Linked DNA regions of Oryctolagus cuniculus: region 2 is linked to region 1. Evidence: chromatin contacts called from public Micro-C data. All regions are on one chromosome and are shown on one strand. The core of a region is the stretch at or near the end of the contact, and the rest is flanking DNA. Distances in the headings are between cores, read along the strand shown. Region 1 holds the start of RMND5A (required for meiotic nuclear division 5 homolog A). Region 2 holds the start of CHMP3 (charged multivesicular body protein 3).

Region 1 (3,743 bases), core at 755-3,254:
AGGAAGGGCCGTACAAAGTCAACAGAACATCAGAGTTTCTTCCAAGTACTATTTTTTCTCCTCTTGGCTAAAGCTGAAGCCTCTTCTTCCCTAATTTGTTTATTCTCATTCCTTTAGCAAATACTCAGAACACATTTTTTCCTAGACTGATTAAATTATGGCAAAGAAAAAGGAGCCGGCCCAGATCTGGGAGCTAACAATCAACTTGGGTATACAAGGCAGTACTGCATAGGTGGGCCTAGGTTACAGAAAAGTGTCAATAGTTAAAGCAGGACTCACGCCGTGGGAACAAAGAGAGGCTCTGAAAAGCCGACAGTAACCAAAAGCATTTCAGGAGCACACAGGCGAAGGAGCTGTCCTCAGTCCCCAGGGGGAACGACAAGGAGCTTGGCAGGGAGGTGGCAGGTGGTGCTGGGACACTACACGGGGCGAAGCGCCCGGCCGAGGTAGGACCCGAAGCTGTAGGCAACCAGACACCGATCAGTGGACAGGAAACAATGGCTCTTACCTGTGCCGGGCATTATGTTCAGTTCCTCACAGGGGCTACTTCCTTCAGTGATGACAACTCCTTGAAGACAAAAAACAAAACGTGAGTGAGCTTAGCAAAGGGAGGAACAAGCATGGAAGAACGGAGGAAGAGAGACACATCGAGGGGGAAACTCAGCTCCCCTCACGGCCCTTAGGAAGGAAGAACGGGGGAGGGGGCAAGACCTGGGCACCTGGCCCCGGGTCCGAGGAAGCCCGCAGGCTCCAGGGGCTGTCTCGGAGAGGAAGCACTTTCGCTCCTTTGGGCGTCTGAGGTTCACAACAGCCATGGGAGACAGAAATACTGAGTGACGGAGATTCCTGGCGTTGGGTGTTTTTCTGTTAAACAGGGATCAGGGCCATCTGTTAAGAAAAGAGGGCAGAAGGCAGAAACGGGGTGGGTGGGGAGGAAGAGATGAGAATAGCATCAGCTGGATTACCCTAAGGCCGCCGGCCACCATCACCGGCCCATTGCAAGCACTTACGCGTATTATCTAGTCTAACTACCAATGACGTGCTATTAACTCCAATTATTAAAAAAAAAATAAAGGAAACTGAAACTCAAAAGGCTATTAAAAAAAAAGCCTTCACGGTTTTTCTGAAGTGGTGCAGACAACAAAGTCAAACAAATCCCAGCGGACGTTGCTAAGTGGCGCGAACATGACAAAGTCGTGACAGGACAGAGCCGCGCGGGAAGCCAAAGGCTGCGGGACTCCGCGCGGTCACGGGAGGCCCCGAAGACGAACCGGGCGCCGGAGTCCTCCGCCCGAGGCGGCGGCACGCGGCCGGCTGCGCTCGCTCGAGGCCGCAAAGGTCGGCGCCGCAGCTCGGGGCGTCAGGCGAGACAGGCCGAGGCCGGCGGCGCACAGCGGGCAGGGGCGTGCGGGGACGAAGCCGCCCTTCCGGCGGGCAGTCCAGCTCCCCGGCGCGTGCTCTCGTCCCCACCGGTCAGGAGAGGACAGGGCCCAGAGGTCGCCGCCCCGCGGGGTGTGGGGAGCGCGCCGGCGGGTACGCGCCGGGAGAACCGCCCCCGCCCGCCGCGCCTCTCCGCCCGGGCGGCCCGACTCCGCTTTCCTTCCGGGGAGATGGGCCCGTCTACTCAAAACTTCGGAGCGTCGGACCCACTTTTCCCTTCAAGGCTATAACAAGAACTGTGGCTGGGACGAGGCCCTACGGAAAACGACCGTTTTTATTTTCGTCCTATTCCCACACACACACACACACACATACATCCCAACCCCCTATGGCTTTCCGGAAACGATTGGCCTCACTCGCTCCTGTCTCCAAGTCTCCCCCTCCAACAGCGAGCCTATTGGTTTGGACCCCCGTCCTGGATTGGCTGAAGGCTTACGCCCCGGTCAGAGATTGGAGGAAGCTGACTTCTTACATAGTCCCCGAGCCCCATTGGCTGGTTTTCCTCGTTTCTGGGCGGGGTGGTTAGGAACGGTTTCCACCCCCTTGTTTACGGAGCGCGTAGTTGTAGCGCTCCCTGCGCGTAGGGGCTGTGTCTAAAGTTCTCTATTTAGCTCCTCAGACCAATTGGGTTCTTGCCTCGCCCTAGCCCTCGCCCTCGCTCTCGCCCGCTTGTCTGCGTGGTCCGGCCCACACCTTTATTAGCGGCGGCGTGAGCGGACACTCGTCGCGCTCCTCCGCCCACGCTCTCCAGGCTTATTCTCCCTCCCCCGAGGGTGCGCTTGGTACGGCCCGCGCCGCCTCTCTCCCTAGCTGGGGTGGCTGATCCCCCCCCCCCGCAGTCGGCGGCGCTTGGTGTCGCCCGGGAGAACCAGGTCATCGGTCGGTTCCCGTGAAAACAAAAACAATCGGCGGCGCCGCCGCGGGCAGCCGAACGCGGCGAGCGGCGGTCCGAGCGGGCGAGCGGGCGGCAGCGGCGGCGGCGACGCGCCTGGGGGACCCGGGGGCCATGGGGCAGGCGGGCGCGGGCTGCGCGGGGCTCCCCCGGCGCCGCGGCTAGCGCGCCCGCCGTCTCGGCCGCCTGCCTGGGGGACGAGGAGCGGGACGCGGCCTCGGCGGGGCCCGGGCCGGACGGCTGCGGACTGCCAGGCGCCGGCGAGCCGAGCGCCGCCGCCTCCGGCATGGATCAGTGCGTGACGGTGGAGCGCGAGCTGGAGAAGGTGCTGCACAAGTTCTCCGGCTACGGGCAGCTGTGCGAGCGCGGCCTGGAGGAGCTCATCGACTACACGGGTGGCCTCAAGCACGAGATCCTGCAGAGCCACGGTAGGGCGGCGCGGGTGGGCGCGCGGGGCAGGGCCCAGCCAGCCTCGCGGCGGAGCCCCTCACCCACCCTCAGGCTCAGGCCCGGCCCGGCTGCGGGGGGCGCAGGGATGCCCAGCACCGGGACTTTGCTGCTCTTGTTTCTCGGTTCACCTCGACTCTGCCGCGACCCCGGAATGAGAGCCGGGTCGGGCGGGCTGGAAGCGTGGGTGGGCGGCCTCCGCCGCACCTGCAAACTGCCGGGCTCCCCCGGCCCCCGGCCCCGGGGGGCTCACGTGGCCGCGCGGGCTGTCCCCGAGAGTCCGAGGGACTGGGGGGTCGGTATGGGAAGCCCCTTGGTCTACCGGACCCAGATCTTTGGCCGCGGCACTTTTCTTTCCTGGCCTTTTTTAGGGGGTGGGGGGTGGGAGCAGGGGAGTCGAGCGTTATTCTTGGCGGTGGGTTACTGGGACAGCCGCTCCGGCGACTTCCGACTCTGCCGCCCTCCGGTGCAGCCTCTCCCGAGGCCCAGGGAGCAGGCGCACGGTGGAGTGGGGAGCTGCCCGCGTTGCCGGCTCGGGTTTGTACAGTTCGGCTCCGTGCTGTGTCTAGATGATTGATTGCACTGTGACCCCAGGCCCCATGGGGACGCCTGGTTTGCCAGAGCTAACTTTTGGAAGCTGGTCTGGAAGGGGCTTGGGGTTTTGGTTTTACCAGGAGCGTTAACGGCCTGGTGTCCTTCGACGCGGAGAGTCGCAGGGCTGATTCTTGCTGATGGAGAAGGGAAGGGCTGGCTATTGAATGGGCTTGCTCGGGAGGCTGGGGAGCGGCCCTCTCCCCCGAGCAGGGCTGGGAGGGGGCAGAAAGGCAGGTATTTGTGGCAGGTGAGACCAGGGCGGTGAGGAAGCCCCGGCTTCCCTCCTCTGCGTTCTTCTACGCCTCCCTTTCCCAGGCTTGAGTTTCAGTGGAGGGAGAGTCCTCGGCTTCTCACTGTGGACACAGCAGTC
Region 2 (3,743 bases), core at 515-3,014, 130 kb before region 1:
TAGAGCTGTGCTAATCAAGCTAGCCTGCATACTAATCACTAGAGAGGTCAGAATACAAAATCTGATTCCGTCCAGAGGTTTCCAACAAGCTCCCAGGTGACGTGGACGCTGCTGCCCTGCACCTGAGTAGCAGGACTGGAGCGCACACGAACACGCAGCCCTAACGGCCTCTACCAGCTAACACTCGAGCTATTTCAATCTCCCATCATCCAAGACACTCTCCCTCCTAACTCAGCAGGGACTAGGGCTCCGAGAAGTTAACTTTCCGAGATCACAGGGCTGAGGTGTGGGGGCGCAGGCTGACTCTGCAGGACGCCCCGAACCGCTCACCTCCAGACACCATCCCCTCTAACAGGCAGCCCGAGTTCGCGGCTAGGTCCCGAGCCATCCCCAGGAACATTGCTCTAGGCAGGCTCCCCGTTCTAACTAACGTGTATCTGGGGTCGGTGTAAGGACGCACGACAGAGCAAAGAGGAAACAACGCGGTGGGCGCCGAACCGCTGCACCACAGTCCGGGCCGGGGAGCCCCTCAGGACGGCGCGAGGGGGCGGGCCCTGCGGGGAAAGGTTCCGGGAGGGACGTACCATCGCGGACATGGGGGAAGGACTTCGAGGCCAGGGCTGCGCCGCTGCCTCCGCGCCCCGTGGCGAGGTCGAGGAACCCTTAACCCAGCCCTCGCTGCGTGGGGGGCAGGCGCCCAGATGCCAAAAGCTGCCTCTCCCCACCGCCGCCTCCTTAGAGACTCTTCCATCGGCCCCCTCGGTCGAGTGGGAGGCCCCGGAAATGGGGGCCGGGCAGCCCCTGGGCAGCCGAGGGAGGAAAGTGTCCGGCCGTTCGCCAACTCCACTGTGCCCCACGCAAAGCCACCCACTCTTCTGCCGCCGCCGTAGCCCTTACCAGTTCTTTGGGCGGCTTCTCCTGGGTTTTCCCAAACAGCCCCATGGCGAACGGAACTCGTCTTGCCCCTTCCGGCTTTCCGTTCCCTGCGCCTGGGCAGGTCACGGGCAGCCTCCAGGGCGGGGCCGGCCGAGAAGGAGCGCTGACGCCCGGAGAAGGGAGCGGCGGCGGTGGGTGTGGCGCATGTGCACCTCACGCATGCGCAGCACTGAGTCTCGGGGTCGGGGAAACGTTGAGTCGGAGTGGCGCCATTGCGCATGCTCTGGGAGGACCTGGGCCTTGTGAAAATATTTTTCCCTGTAAGACACAGATTTGTTCACTACGCTTCATCGCTTCTCGGCCTTTTGGCTAAGATCAAGTGTGTTGCCGGCACTTGGTGGTTACAGCTGATGCTGACCGCACACGTACACCTCTTTGTTGCGCCAGAAGTCTGACTCCACCGGTCGAGCACATTTACAGTCACTTTCCAAATGGCTTCCCGTCTGTGTGCTGTAGGCAGGTCAAGAGCGACAAGCTGGAAACAGATTTCTTCCCCAGACCTGCGCCTCCCTTCTCTTGGCGCCACCACCCCCTGGTCACTAAAACCTGGGCCGCAGCGTCTTTCTCCCTCTTACCTTACCCAGCCCGACTTCTCCATGGGTCCAGACTTGAGCCCTCTCCCTCCCATCCCAACTGTGGCCGCTTCTGTCCAGGCCACCGCCGCGTCCAAAGTGGCTGATTCCCACCTGGCATTTGTCCATGCATGTGTCGTCCTGCACTGCACTCTGGCGGGGACCTTAACCGGATTCTTAAAGGAACTGGCTGCAGAGGACTAGACGCATTTTTGCTGGGGCGATCTCAGATGGAACCTACACAGTGAGCTGGAGGTTCCCGGCATTACGTCAGGGGATGGTAGGAGGGGACCATGCTCCCGTCTCTGGTGGGAAGGCAAAGTGGTACGCTTTGAAAACTTCAGCGATCTTAAAAGATGAATTTTATTTTTAGCTGACATAAATTGCACATATTTGCAGGATCTAGCATGAATTTTTAAAAAATATTTATTTATTTATTTGAAAGAGTTACAGAGAGGCAGAGAGAGAGGTCTTCCATCGGTTGGTTCACTCTCCAGATGGCTGCAACAGCCAGAGCTGCGCCGATCCGAAGCCGGGAGCCAGGAGCTTCTTCCAGGTCTCCCACACAGGTGCAAGGGCCCAATGACTTGGGTCATTTTCTACTTCTTTCCCAGGCCATAGCAGGGAGCTGGATTGGAAGTGGAGCAGCTGGGACTCGAACTGGTGCCGACATGGGATGCCTGCACTGCAGGCAGCAGCTTTACCTGCTCGGCACAGCACCGCCCCCTCTATATGACATTTGAATACATGTATATAGATCTTGATGATCAGAACAGGGTAATTAGTGTACCTTTCACTCAGGTATTTGTAATTTCTTTACCTTGGTAACATTCAAAACCCTTGTTCCCATTTTCAGATAAACAATTATTGTCAACCATAGTTATCCTGTAATGCTATACAACTATTAAAAGTTCTCTAGTATTAGAAGTTATTCCTCCTAACCTACTGTACCCTGTACTTCTACCCATCCTCTCTCCATTCTGCCCATGCCCACACCTTTTCCAGGGTCTGTAACCACTCGATAGTCTACTCTCTGCTGCTATGAGATTTTTTTTTTCCTTTAAGATTTATGCATTTGAAAGGCACAGTGACAGAGAGAGGGAGACATCTTCCATCTCTGGTTCACTCCCCAAATGGCTGCAACGGCCACGGGCTGGTCCGAGCTGAAGCCAGGAGCCTGGAACTCCATCCAGGTCTCCCATGTGGGTGGCGGGGGCCCAAGCATTTGGGCCATCTTCCATTGCCTTCTGAGGTACATTAGCAGGGAGCTGACTGGAAGAAGAACAGCTGGGACTCAAATATGGGATGCTGGCATTGCAGGCGGCAGCTTAACCTGCCGCAGCATGTCAGCCTCAATGAGATCAACTTAACACCCATGGATAAGTGAGAACATGTGCTACTTGCATTTGTGTACCTGACTTATTTCACTTAACTTAATGTCCTTCAGTTCCATTCATGTTGCTTCAAATGACAGGACTTCCTTCTTTTTATCATGGAATAATATTTCATTGTGCATGTATATACACCACATTTTCCTTTATTCCTCTGTCCATTGATGTACACCTGGGTTGATCTCACGTCTTGGCTATTGTGAATAGTGCCGTGATAAACATGGGAGTGGGGTGCGCTATGGTGTAGGTTCAGTCTCCTCCCGCAGCACCAGCACCCCATGTGCGTTCAGGTCCCAGCTGCTCCACTTCTGATCCAGCTCCCTGCTAATGCCCCTGGGAAAACAACGGAAGATGGCCTAAGTGCTTGGGCCCCTGCAACCACATGGGAGACCTGAATGAAGCTCCTGGCTCCTGGCTTTGGCCTGACCCAGCCCTGACCTTTGCAACCATTTTGGGGAGTGAACCAGAGGATGGAAGACCTCACTCTCTGTCTCTCTCTCTCTAACTCTCTTATAAATAAACCTTTAAAAACAAATAGGAGTCAAATGTCTCTTCAACAGACTGATTTCATTTCCTTTGGATATATATACAGAAATGGAATAGCAGGAATATATGGTAATTGTATTTCTATTAAAAGATTTATTTATGTATTTATTTATTTACTTACTTACTTATTTTGACAAGCAGAGCAACAGTTAGAGAGTGAGACAGAGAAAGCGAAATTGAAATCTTCCATCTTCTAGTTCACTCCACAACCAGGTCTGGGCTTGGCCAAAGGCAGGAGCCAGGAGCTCCATCCTGGTCTCTCAGATGGGTGGCAGAGGGCAGAGGCCCAGCCACTTAT

What was found. A called contact is a pair of places that touch in the nucleus more often than the background predicts.
Region 2: a Micro-C map of ear pinna shows a contact between it and region 1, with 7 times the contacts expected there. The contact joins the promoter of CHMP3 here to the promoter of RMND5A in region 1. A contact is called at or near these places in 2 of 6 Hi-C or Micro-C datasets (ear pinna and an unstated tissue).

The regions. Positions count from the first base shown.
Region 1 is chr2:116,049,307-116,053,049 of mOryCun1.1, reverse strand. RMND5A (required for meiotic nuclear division 5 homolog A) reads left to right here and starts at 2,004. Exons shown (of 9, transcript XM_017340241.3): 1 at 2,004-2,760. The coding sequence starts at 2,619. It also overlaps the pseudogene LOC127490298.
Region 2 is chr2:116,183,849-116,187,591 of mOryCun1.1, reverse strand. It overlaps CHMP3 (charged multivesicular body protein 3), which reads right to left and starts at 1,764. Exons shown (of 6, transcript XM_051842695.2): 1 at 1,623-1,764. The coding sequence starts at 1,637.